Regions from separate parts of the Bombyx mori genome. Here region 1 is linked to region 2. Evidence: chromatin contacts called from public Hi-C data. All regions are on one chromosome and are shown on one strand. Each heading gives the region's core, a stretch centred on a gene start, on an enhancer-like site or on the middle of the called end of the contact. The rest is flanking DNA. Distances are from core to core; before and after follow the strand shown.

Region 1 (6,990 bases), core at 914-3,413, 650 kb after region 2:
TCCACAACGTAAATGCGCCACCCACCCTGAGATATTTCTAAGATCTCAGTATACGTAGTTACAACGGCTGCCCTACCCTTCAGGTCGAAACGCATTACTGCTTCACGGCAGAAATAGGTAGTGCGGTGATACCTACCCGCGCGGACTCACAAGAGGTCCTGCCACCAGTTTTAGGTAGGGTATGTACCAGAATCCAGCCTGTTTCTGCCTTCATTAGCACAATACAACGGAAACTTCGGACCAGGTCTCAAGGTCAGTGACGTTGAGTTATGTTGTAATCACTTAACACAAAATGGACCGAGGGTTCAGACGTTTAGACGTGGAATTTAGACGCAAACGTCCTAATACTATTCCTGTACTTGTCAGCGCGGGTGTAGTAGCTAGTCGCCACCAGATGACTCCCATTGGCTCACAATAAGCTGTACCTGAAATCACAAACACCACAAATTTTATCGGGTTTCGACAAAACATTCTCAAAGTCAGAGATGGGACGTTCGATATCCGTTTCCTGTTAGTTTTAGCGCTGAGACCTTTACGTATTTATTGGGCAACTTATAATTTGATGGCCTCTCTTCTTGATAACTTCTCGCCTATCAGTGTAGGGCTCGGAACGGTAGATAGTTTTAATTATGTTTTAGTTACCAAATATTCTTGTTTGGAAACAATTTTAACAATATGTTTTGCTTATTTCGTGGGTTCTCACATTCTCACATCTCATTCTCACATCGGGCACACACACATTCGTTTGACGAACAGGCTTGTTTGCTCTTGTCTGTGTGTACAATATGTATGTATATATTGAAGCATAAAAATTATGTACCTCAATTTTTGGTTCTCATATTTCAGGTAATGCTAGCTTGGAGCCAAACGACCGTGTGTGATTTGTTCCCAACTAAAAAGTTGAGTTGGTTTTAAATCAGAGAAAAAAATTTTTCCTAGCTATTCGCCAGTGGCCTAAGGGGTTATTCCAACTTCACGCGGAACGGTAGATGAGCTCACGGGCTCAACCTGAGAGAATTTAAATCTAGCTAGCAAGAGCAGTACTTCGCTGAATCTACCACCAGATCGGAATCGCGACCCACTGAAATAATCCGTCGAGAAACTCAGTGGGCTGTGTCTATGGGAAAATACATCATATTCATTCTTATAGAGCTGTCATATAGATCTTGTACTAAGTGCTCTCAACAATTTCATAAGAAAAAAAAAAGTTTTGGGTACCGTCCCACCATTCATTAAGCGCCCGTACTCCTAAGACGTCACGTGATGATTTAAGGCTTCGTGCAGTAATGGCGCGATAAATAACGCGGTCATATCCAGTGCTACCAGACATGTTCGTAAGTTTCCCAGGAAAATGTCATTGTTTTTAAATTTGCGGGTTTTTTTGCGTTTCATGTTTTTGGTATCATGCTTGAGGTTTTTGTCTCATCATTATCTGAAAATAAACAAAATCATTCTTTTGAAATATCTCTAATTAATGTTTTGTTTTTGTTATTATCCAATAAAACAGTGACCTGTCTTCATTTCTAGTTCAGTGGATTTTTGTAGAAATAAAAATGCAAAGAGATATCAGTTTGATAAATTGTTATAAAATAAAAATAATATTAAAAAGAATTAGTGCAAAAAAGTGAATAAGAATTATAACACAATATTCTGTTATCTTAATTATATGTACTATTCAAATTCCTTTTTAATTAACATAAAAAGATTTATTTGAACTTCCTAACATAATTATCTTGTCTGAGTCCGAAAAACTCAGAACTATTAATTTGCTGACAACATTAGCAACACATGTAACACTAACATCGCCAAACTATAAAATGGTGGCACTTAGCCGACCACTGCCATCTAGCGACGGGCGGGCAAATAAAACAACAATAAATCTTAATAATAAAACATCATTCATTATTTTACTATGACACGGTACTACAGAGCTCATACTTTAACCTGTCGAAATATATTTTTATTTTCAGTATAAAGCTTTTTTTCATCAGGAAACTCGATAGAATTTTGTTTTAGAACAGAAACAATGTATTTTTTCCTTTTTAGGATTTTTGAATTTTACGAATGAATGTGTGATAATTTATCTAACGGATAAAGGAATTAATGTTTAAAACAACTGTTTGTTAATGAAATTTACGTTAATCAAGTAATGTTTAACAGCTGTTTGTATTAGTGTATTATTTAAACTATAGATGGCAATAATAGCAAGGTCATTGATCAATTATCATCCTAGATTATTAATGACAGTAGTTTCTACTGTATTTATTCAGTTGTAAATTGTAATAGCTTAACAGTTTTTTTTTAATTTCGATATTATTGAAACGAAAACGAATCCACAAACTAATTGCGTGAAATGAAACAAGTTTATTGATTTTTAAAAATAGTTCTAATACAACATCAAAGATGGCGCTGTTTATGGTCAATGACCATACACGTGTTGTGTGGCTGCGTGATTCGTCCTTTATCCGTTAGATAGCAGTAATTTCCAATGACGCACTCATTATTAGTAATTTAATATCCCGCACTCATCGATGCAAATATCCCAGTCACCGTCCTCGCCGGATCTTCTCAGTGGGTCGCGTTTCTGATCTAGTGGTAGATTCTGCGAAGCACTGCTCTTGCTAGGGCTAGTGTTAGCAACACTCCCGGTTTGAGTGCCGTGAGCTCACCTACTAGCTCGGTGAATCTATAAAACCCCTCAAGGTTACTAGAATAGGTAGAAAGAAAAAAAAAGTCGCTTTTACATTATGTTGACTACTCTATACACTGTACTACGCGATTATTTTACGGCTACAAAAGATTTGATGGTCCTAACCCTTTTAGTGCTGAGCTTATTTTAACATATTTAGCAAAAATTACTTAAGTATTTTTGAGAAAAAAAGCACCTTATAGAAACTTTGACTTACAAATATCTATGCTAAATTAACAGTAAAATAATTTTAAATGGTTTTTTATAAATTTTATTAATTTATTAGAAACGCTTCAACGTATCTCTCTGTATGAACGTATTCTAATAGTACTTCTACTTATTAGAATACGTTCATACAGATCGATCGATATCTATGAGCTCATAAACCGTGAGTTCATTCAATATTTGTTTCAAACGTAATCACATCTATTAAAAAAAAAAGTTTAAAAAAACTAACAAAAGACGCTTTTATAGAAAATCCAACTAAAAAATAGAAGAAGTAGTTATAAATATTTTATGAACAGATATGAGTAGAAGGGTTATATTGTTAATATCCTGAAAAGCACCCCACGTTTTTTCACAATATAATTATTTTTTCTTACACTATTTTCAATTCAAATTTATTAAAATTTATTTTCTATGTTTTAGTTGGATTTTCTATAAAAGCGTATTTTGTTAGTTTTTCAAACTATTATTTATTTTTGATTTTTTAGTTGAATTTAAATTTTATCAATATTTTTTTCAATGTTGAATTATTATCAGTCCATAATAAGTATACCAAATTTCGAGTTAATCCGACATTCTGAAGGGGGTCAAAATCATGTTCAAAGATTCCGTTACATACTAACATAGCTAATAAAAGCTTATTAATAAACAATGTTTCATGTTAGAATAATATATGTAATTATTTATTTAAATCCATGTCTACAGCTTTATGTGCTAAATACGCCTTAACAATAACACATTCACGACGTAAATACGGCCTAATCAGATCGCGATGATTAAAATTGATCAGTAAACAACTTAAGGCGCTGATTTACGGCGCGCCGCATCCGTCGCCCGGTATCGTCCCGGATCGGATCCGTGCCGGGCGCGGAAGGGCCTTTATCGTACCGATCGCACGTCTCTGCTAACTCGTTAATTTCGCTGGATGTCACAAACCACGATTCGGAGGAAACGGCTGAAGGCACACCGAGAATGAAAAAATAAACTTAGCGATTAAAAATTATTAGCACTGTTTAAAATGTTCCAATCATTTGGCCAGTTTTATTTTAAGCTGTCAGCGCAAAAGTGGCCTAGCCCACAATTTTTCATAGTCATGCTTATAATTATGTATATTGCAATTTATTTAAAATATATTAAATTTTGATGCAAAACCGGCCGGCCTATCCATAGTTTCACCCATAGATAAATGATAGATAATAGATAGATGACTTTGTAAACATTATTTTTGCGCGTATTGTTTTTATGCCTATTCAAATTCATGAAAACTTAAACTTCATTATCTCTATAATAACTATGGTAAACTTAGGCCACTTTTGCGCTGACGGCCTCATTTATAGCATTTAATGTATTCAGAGAGCACTCATTCATCTTCCACCCGAAGTATTAAATTCCGTAACTATTATATTTTGTCTTCTTCCACTAAATCTAATAGGCGGGGAGAATATGCAAATACAAAGATATTACGTTAATGAAATCAAACTACAAGATCAACAAACACATCAATTCAGGGTTACAGAATGATACAGTGCGAATAAAAAGCAGATAATAATAATATTTCGTCTCGTTGTACCACAATCCCGATAACAGCCCGAAGTTAATGTCCCAAAGTTCGCGCCCAAATTTTAATAATAATATATCTTTGTAATTTATTTGATTCTACGTGGAGAGACGTCGATTGTGCTGCGCACTCTGCGCGTTACGTACCTATATAATAAGTATTTGTACAAATTTTGTTGAATTGCTCATTTAATGCTGGAACAGATGACGAGAAGTTGCGTTATGACAGTTCAGCTGGAATAACCTCTTAGACTATAGTACCAGCGAATAGGTGGGGGGAAAAATATGACACTTCATTTACGATTACGAAGAGAACCGGAGCTTTTTTTATAATGATGAATGATGAATGATTTATTTTATTTCAGACAATAACAACAAGTCCATATGTGTACATAGTATCATTGAAACATACTCAAAATTAACAAAACCAATCAAATAAAAAAGATACATTTATTAAAATTAATTATCAGTTGAATGCATCGAGATTATAGTAGTACATTATATCTCGATGGTTGAATACATTTAAAATATTCCATTCAACGGATACTTACTTCGAACCAACCATCATTATTATTATTTAGTCTGCAAGTGAACCATGGTACAATGGATGGCCATTCAGATTTTTCTCGAATTATTGCCTACCTAATATTTACGTGTTCAGGAAGAAATTCATGACACACACATTTTGTTTGTTTGTTAAGTATTAATAATACATTTGTCGGTCTGTTTACTAAACAAAAAAAAAACAAATCTATGCATTTTTCAGGATCACAGCCGTCTAATAATATTTTCACGTTTAATTAGTACGTCATATTTTAGAAGTCGAACTCTCCCGAACGCGCGCGAACGTATCCGAAACCGTTTGAATGTCGATCTTGCCGAGCGGCTGCCAAAGATTTGACGCGGACTGTACCGAATCGTAAATTACCATTATCTGTAGACGCGGTGTGCCCGTGTTTATTATTTATTGCCCGGATCGGTGCTCCCCGGGGCGTTTTTTCCCCATGGTGTGTGCCGGGCCTGAGCAAGATGTGTTTTTGGCAAAAAGATTGTCGATTGTCATTTATGGTAGCGTATTGTCATTCCATTTCGTATCGGCTGTGTATTTATGAACTTTATTTTTTTCGTCCTGTGTGTTACTTCGCGACTATTTTGTTTTGACTTTGACCAATTTTTATTTAACAGTACTTATTAGAATTCTTGGTCTACGTATATTTGTTTTTATGTTTTTTGTTTTGCTTTAAACTAGGTACGTATAGTTTCATTTACAATTAACAAAGAATTATATATTTATATCCACATTTGACACCCTTAAAAAGCAATTTATTATATAAGTTGACTTTATGTGATTAATAAACAAGATTATACCTTATGGACAGAAAGCAGTCGAAAAATTAAGGTTTGATTGCTCTCAGATAACATCAGATATAAGCCAACGACTTTTAATAAACTTTATTGCTGTAATTTTAATTTTCCAATAAATTTTCCGACAAAAATGCTTAAAACAAACGATCAACCAGTTAAGAATCATCTATTGTCCTTTGACACACGACCGTATCGTTCGAAAACTGCTAATTAATAAAACTTGAGCTATAAATAAGGCCAGGGTGGATGGAGGTGGCTGTTAGCAAAAACTGTTGGGATAATAAAGCTGTCATCAGATGAGGCACTGCCTTTGTTGCGATGTTACGTCCTCCGCCGATAAATCTAATAAGGGAGCAATTTTGTTGTACCGCCTCCAACTTCGCTGCTTTCTATGCTCGCTGTATTGATTTTTGAATGATGCTACGTCTCTCTCTACAGAAGCTAGTTTGATTAGTGATTGATTCTATTCGTTCGATTCACGACGGATTTTCCGATTTTCGCAATTGTTACTTTTGGATAAGTCAAACACCCGATTGTGAATACAAATTGTGTCTTTGGTATGACATTCAATAACAAAAGGCGGCACAATTTTAAAATTTTAATGTCGATAACTTTTTAGTCCTGTGCGATCACGAAAATTTGAATCGATACGAGGAAAATAATAAACGCAAGATCTAACTCTGAAACTAATTTTAATTAAGTCATTGCAATGAATATGTTAGAAGAAGTCTGAAAGTGGCACCTGTGATAGAGAAGCTGAGAAGTGCGCGTTTGGGATGGTATGGACATGTGATGAGACGAATTGGTAAGAGAGTGTTAGCTATGAATGTGGAAGGATATAGAAGAAGAGGTAGACCTAAGAAGAAATTGATGGATTGCGTGAATGACGATATGTGTAAGAGGGGAGTGAGCAAAGAAATGGTATATGATAGAAAAGTATCGAAAGAGAAAACATGTTGCGCCGACCCCAAGTGACTAGGAGAAGGGCAGGAGAATGATGATTAGTTCATTATTAATAATATCAGTAGCAAATTATTGAAACATTGCCTTTGCTTTTTTCCAGGTGGAAATCGCGATTATTTAGCGTCTGTACTGTATGTATTTAAATATGTGTAGTGAATTTATGTAAGATTTGTGAATCTATATAATTTTCT
Region 2 (6,811 bases), core at 4,037-6,536:
CAAACCTTATTATACCGACACAAAGAAAAGGAATATTTTTAAATGCTAGCAAATTTATTTTTATCGTTTATGATTATCCTTGTGTTGCTTTCTTTTTTTCTATCGATAGGGCAGAGCTCCAGGCTACTATCATTATCGTTTTATTTAAACCATAAAATTTGTAATATCGAGTAAACTCAACTGCTCAAACCTTGGCGGGTTTAAATAGGCATATAATACACGAATACTACTGGTGGTAGGACCTCTTGTGAGTCCGCGCGGGTAGGTACCACCACCCTGCCTATTTCGGCCGTGAAGCAGTAATGCGTTTCGGTTTGAAGGGTGGGGCAGCCGTTGTAACTATACCGAGACCTTAGAACTTATATCTCAAGGTGGGTGGCGCATTTACGTTGTGAACGTCTATGGGCTCCAGTAACCACTTAACACCAGGCGGCCTGTGAGCTCGTCCACCCATCTAAGCAATAAAAAAAAAGAATACCGAGTTTTGAGCTCCACGTCAATTAATAAAATAAAATAAAATAAAACAATAAATTAATGGATTCAATTTCATTTTACTTGAAATATACCAGTATTAACCATTCGAGTTTCGAATTTCACCAACAACGAGCAACCATTAAATACACAACTTGTTTTTCTAAAATTATTGAGCCATTAAATTGTTATAACAGGGGCCAGATAACAACGGACAATAAAACTAAACTTTTAAGATGACATCTCGTATTAATGTCCTTCCTAATGAGAGATGTTGTTAACTAGTTCTGTGTTTAACTGCAGTTTTAACTATATTCTTCGGTCGCATTGGGTACTTTCTGAGATCCCGTCCGATCGCGCTCATAAGTTACACAGTATATTTTTATTACCTTAGATCGATCGACCTACTCAAGCCTATCCTATCTGACTATCTGCTACTAAGCAATTTACAAAAATCTGATAGACACAGTACGAATCAATAGATCCCATTACTATAGATACTATCTACTAGTTATGTGCTTGCGTTCCACTGCTTAAAGAAATATTGTTAAAATGAAGTATAGCTAGAATAATTAGGCGGCGTCTTCAAAATCGATTACGTCGCTTAAATAAATATATAAAATCACATACCTGTTTTTGGAGAACATTGATTAATGTTATCTTGTTAAAGTAGGTACTGTTACGCCGGTAAGAGTAACTCCTTCTATCGCCGAATGGCAGAAACGTATATCAAAGGAACTAGTAACATCGAGAACACTCGAGAAGTACAACGCCATCTATTTTCAGATAGCGAAAACACACTTCGGAGCTATTCAGCTTGTCCAAAATGTTCCCGATAAATCTAGGGATGTTGTATCGACTATAAAAACGTTGCAGAGATGGCACGAAGTAAGTCAGTACTCCGATCTACTCGAAGCGAAACAGCGAACGAATCACCTGAGGCGAAGCGGAAGAAGTGAATTAAGATTTTTAAAGTGTTCGTTAAGTGTTTTAAGTGTTCTAAGTCTTATATTATACAGTCTTAATTAATTTGTACTTCCGTACAATTTTTATTTATCCCGAACCCTTCGAACACGTGACAAGGAGGCTCTCTTTGTTTGTTGTACTGCCCATAAGCGGGCATGTGTGTTAAGAACACAACATGTTCTCTCGTAAAAATAGTCCACGTCTGCTGTTGATTGTCGGAAACATTAGCACGACATCCGACAGGGCGGGGGACCGGACACGCGAGCGGTCTAGATATCTTTATAGCCTAAACACTGCTATTAACTAAATGCTAGCTTGTTCTATTTGTTTTAACTTTACAAATGTAGTTAATGTATAGATCAGCTCGGAGTTACGGCCCAAATCAATCTGGGTTAAGTGTGGTCCACAGACATCACGAAGTAAATCACGCTGTCTGCTTCAAGACCTAGTGTGTAGACTCCGACCGAGAACCGAACCTGGATCGCGTGGTACTGCACTCAGGGAGACCACTTGAGACATGAGATTTTTTATTTTATTTTATTTTTTACTGCCTTTGTAGGCAGACGAGCATACGGCCCACCTGATGGTGAGTGGTTACTGTCGCCCATGGACTTCAGCAATGCCAGGGGCAAAGCCAAGCCGCTGCCTACCGCAAGCTGATTGAAGACTTAGTCGGCATCGACTTTTTTCTCCATCATTTTGGTCATTGAGAACATTGAGAACACTCGTCGTTAGCATGGTATAATTTGAAGGACAAATATCACGACCTAGGCCTCTCGAAGCAAACCTGATCAGTCGTAAGGGTTGACGCCTCCGCACTGTTCCTTTCTTTATCTTACCTTGTATCACAAGCCGTTCTATGGAGTTACTCTTCCACCAAGAGACTAGTTATTACTTTGGTTCTGGATCGGCTTGTGTATCTTCCGTGATTGCATGAAATAGTAGACGAGAAACGGTTGCAGTAGCTTGATGAGCTTCGAGATCGCATCTCAGTATCGTATACCGTACTTATTACCCGCAATGTCTTCTATAGAAGCTAAGCTTATGAAGTTTCTTTTGTTGGCAAAAAAAATCACTATATCCGGATTTCATCTTGGAACTGAGATAAAGTATCAACTTTTTGAATTTCGTAGATTGTCCTCGAAGGAGCAGATAAAGAAATAAACGGATATGTTAAAATAATAAAATGAATGATTTGAAATTATCTCCAAATAACAAAATATAAGTAAATTTTGTAAATATTTAATTTAACAGACACAATTACGTTATAATCTTATAAACTAAGTATACGATTTCTTGTAAAGTCATTACACTCTCATTTCAGTCGATGCAACGCAATTGCCCTTAAACACGCCAGCGGAGACAATACCTAAGTGTTAGCAGATCGTTGCCTAAATCGAAGTTTTTTCAAACACAAAATCGTTAAGATCAACGAACTGTGGAAAAGGGTGTTTAGAGTGCGGAAAGTCGTAACCAAGAACCCAGATACAAGTACGGACCTAAAACCCTTCGCATGGCCCTTTTCATGTTTCCTTTCGACCCAAGGATTGTGCTTTTGTAGATATTACGGAATAAATCCGATTGAGACAACAGCACAATTTGACTCTATAAGAAATCGCATCATAAAATTTTAAAAGTACTGACAGTCAACAAAAAAAAGCCAATTATATAATAATAATTCAGTTTGGCTTCATTTAGCTAATTTTATCCGGGTCGCAAGAACGATGAAAACGTGAACCGTAGCTGAAAATCGTGATCGATTGAAAAAGTAAAATTCATGCCATTTTCTTATATAATTAAATGTAATTAAAATAAAACTCTGGATGAACAGTGACCGAGGGCGTTGCATTTAGCGGCAAATGCAAGTGCTGAAAGGTCACGGCTGCTTAGCCGTTACCTACACTGAGTCCCCGAGAGAGAAGATAGATAAAGTGCTACCATGGTCGCTCAAATAAAGCCAATATTGTTAGTGCCGACTGGCCATCAGCGCCGCCCCGTCAGTGTAGCGCTGTATTCGCCACGCTCATGAAAACGATCAAGCGCGAATCGCCCGGTGACGCTGATATGGTCTCTCAAGACAATCAGCTTAGGTAGGAAAAAAAAACAATCGCGTAAGAGAGGTCTTATCTCCCCGCACCGCCCACTGTCGAGTAGGAGGCAGAGAGAAGTAAAACCCTCCTCGAGAGGTAAGAAGAACTTTATTTGGTGATCCGGTTCTGGACGATCGGATAAGTAGGTACAATCTAGTGCGTCATAGAGTAGATATTAAAAAGAGGCTACTGGCTGACGCTGTATCGCGTTCCGACTTGATATTATTATGGTGCAGCGGGGTATTCTGGAACACCAACTTCGTTGCCCAACATAAAATAATTTTCGGTCATGACTGCATCGATCAGACGCCTTTGGGATAAAGGAGTGTCTCGCGTGATGGTCGCCCCTCCAACCTCTCCCAGGTGAAGAGTACAAGGGTTCCTTTGTGGGTCCTTGAAACCAAGGCCTTCAATTGGCGATTCCTGGCGAATTCGGCAGGGGAAGTTCCACATACCACATTCTCCGGATTCAATACACGTTTGCGGTCATGTAAAAAAGCGTATAATAAAAAATCTTCCAAATTAACTTATCTAGTAATAGTTATTTCAATCAGTAGTAAACATTGTTTGTTTAACGAAGCCAGACAAATTATACGTTCAGTTTTATAGCTAGGTACCTACTTATTTAATTTAGTTAAGTAAACATAAAATTTTCATTACGCCGCGCCGCGCTACCTTGGTAACAAAACGTCTTCCTCAGTAAACAACAACAATAAAATTTGAATAGTAATCACTACTAGGTACTGTGTAGACACACTAAATTGTAACGTTAAATTAAGTTAATTAAAATGATTCATCTCACAATAAAACTTGAACACAAGCTAAAATTTTCACTCTTAATTTGGGTTTGCCTTTATCATGGTAAATAATAAATCTATTTTTTTATTGCCTAATATAAAATAATACTATTACTTTCTTGTGCTATTTAAATAGTTTATGAGGGTTCATGTACCTTAAGTTTTTACACAATTTACATTTTGTTCACAGAACAATAAATATAACGATAGCACCACCTATGATAAACTATATGAACTACTGCTAGCGAGTTTCAAAATTCAACGTCGTCTATTTCCACACCTTTGACTTTCAATTAATTTTCATTTGGCAACCAGTATTTTTTTGTATTCTTTGTATTTAAATTTCTATAAAGTATTCCAGAATAAAACTAAAAAGCATATTAATTGTTTCTAATCGTGAAATTCTCATGAAAATATGATTTATGAACTTTGGCATTTACTCATAGATGGAGCTAATGTTTTTAAATTACAGTTTGCAGTGATAAAGGAGTCGATGAATGAAAATGCTTTCTACAATTTCATCATAGTATTCATTGAAACGTACCTAGGCAAGGTACATTATTTTAAATAGCATTTTAAATATAGAATACGAAATAAATTATTGAAAATCTACCGAACAGGTTGTTTGACTTTTTTCAATAGATGGCGCTAATCTAAAATAAACCTGTGATCCGTCTATTTTAGGAACAGTGTGATTCAAGATCACGAACTAACTTCCGAGAACCGACTGACTACCTTGTTAAATTTTACAACCTTTAATTGTAATGTTTATGCCATCTTACTAAATATATTAGAAAAGCAGTACCTAGTATTTAAAAAAGAAAAAAAACACTTTTGCTTTCACAAAATTAGCTGTTTATTGTCTGTGGTACAAAGCTAAAAATGTCAAAGGAGAAGTTCTTTACTTTGGCTGTATGGGCTTTCAACTTTTGCATGTCAAAGTAGACGTCTTCAGTTAAAAAATTATCTATGATTCAATATTTGTGTCGAATAGTAATACGAATAGTGCGCCGGGTAGTCATTTTATTTCAATTAATATGAATAAACGTATCAGAGGCTGTGTGTTATCGCACGTTGTAAACCAATAATCGAACTTTAATAATCGAAATAGAACAAGTCCGTAACAAGTGTTGTGCATGCGAATAATGGATTGTGAAGAAACGACAGTGACGTCTAGCTACTCAGCCTTGGACGTTATGATTACGAGAAAAAGTGTATTTTGAAAATATATCAAGTGTTTTCGTGTTGAAAACGTCTGTGAGATATTAATTGACGGTGTAGTGGTATTGTTCACGGCTGTTTCGACACTAGGCAGGTGTTATGTCGGGCGGTAGGAGCATCGAGAAGGAGCGCAAGTCTCCACGCGAGAGTGGTGAAGACTCCGAGGATGAGAGTGAAATTTTAGAAGAGAGTCCCTGCGGTCGGTGGCTAAAACGCCGGGAAGAGGTAAGGAGTTCTAACCGATAGTAATTTTAATACTGTTTCACCATTACATTCTGTCAGCTGATTTACAAGGTTGTCTGGTAAAACACAAATAAGACGCAATTGTTTGTATGTTTTTATGAATACACAATTGTTTACGATATTTTGAAATGTGCTTAATGTCTGTAAGTATTGAATATTTAATTTTATTAATAGCAATAAATGGGAAGATGCTTTTATTGGTGTTAAAAATAAATAAGCAAACTATAGTGACTTAATGGTAATAATGGATATTAAGATGCCTAGGCTTATTGCATGTCACAGGCTATTTAATATTTAACTTAGATCATGTAGTAGTAAAAAATCAATTGTAGCTAGTTCAGAGCAAAACTTAAATTCTACAAACTTCATCTTAGCAATGTACTTTGAAATTTACTTTTAAATTTTAATATTGTAAAACTGAATGAACAATACTAAAAATTATAACTTATACTTATTTTTCACTGCTGAAAGAAAAGATTTAATTTAATTAGTAAATAATTAAAAGTTTTAACAAGTTAAATTAATAGAATTTAAATTATTAAAATCTTGATCTATTCATTAATTCAACATTTTTGAAACAGATTTTCTTATAAGTTACTTATGATATAAATTGGTATAAATAATGCAAATAAATTTGCATACTATTGTGCTCATTCCTAAATAGAACCCTGTACAACTCAAGCTAATCCTCCTACTTTCTGTTACATAGCATAGTGTGGTTCGAAAGTACGGAAGTATTCATGTACTTGGGATTGAAGAGTTATGATACATGTTATTTCCATACAATTGTTAAGTGAAGTCACCAACTTGAGTATTTGTAGCCTTTAATAATACTAAACTACCTTTTCTTTTTAAAAATCAATACTCAGGGTAAACTCTAGCCATCGGTAGTCATATCGAGAGTTTTTATTGAAAAAAAAAATAATGATCTCTGACATTTTTCATTAGATTAGACTAGCAGTAAATCTGATGAAAATAAAGTTGATAATATTTACCATGAACACAATAATACTAAAAAAAATT

Evidence for each region. Hi-C and Micro-C count contacts between places; a contact is called where the count stands out from the background.
Region 1: a Hi-C map of posterior silk gland shows a contact between it and region 2, with 1.7 times the contacts expected there. The contact joins the enhancer-like site here to the promoter of LOC101746065 in region 2. A contact is called at or near these places in 2 of 7 Hi-C or Micro-C datasets (posterior silk gland and whole pupa).

Annotation. Positions count from the first base shown.
Region 1 is chr10:1,267,043-1,274,032 of ASM3026992v2, forward strand. No RefSeq gene overlaps it. Among protein-coding and RNA genes, the nearest start is that of CPG14, 37 kb to the right of the region's middle. Within about 2 kb of position 2,164, at least 8 of the 8 cell types and tissues checked have open chromatin away from gene starts, as enhancers often do.
Region 2 is chr10:614,142-620,952 of ASM3026992v2, forward strand. It overlaps LOC101746065 (nuclear receptor-binding protein homolog), which reads left to right and starts at 5,287. Exons shown (of 11, transcript XR_005245116.2): 1 at 5,287-5,770.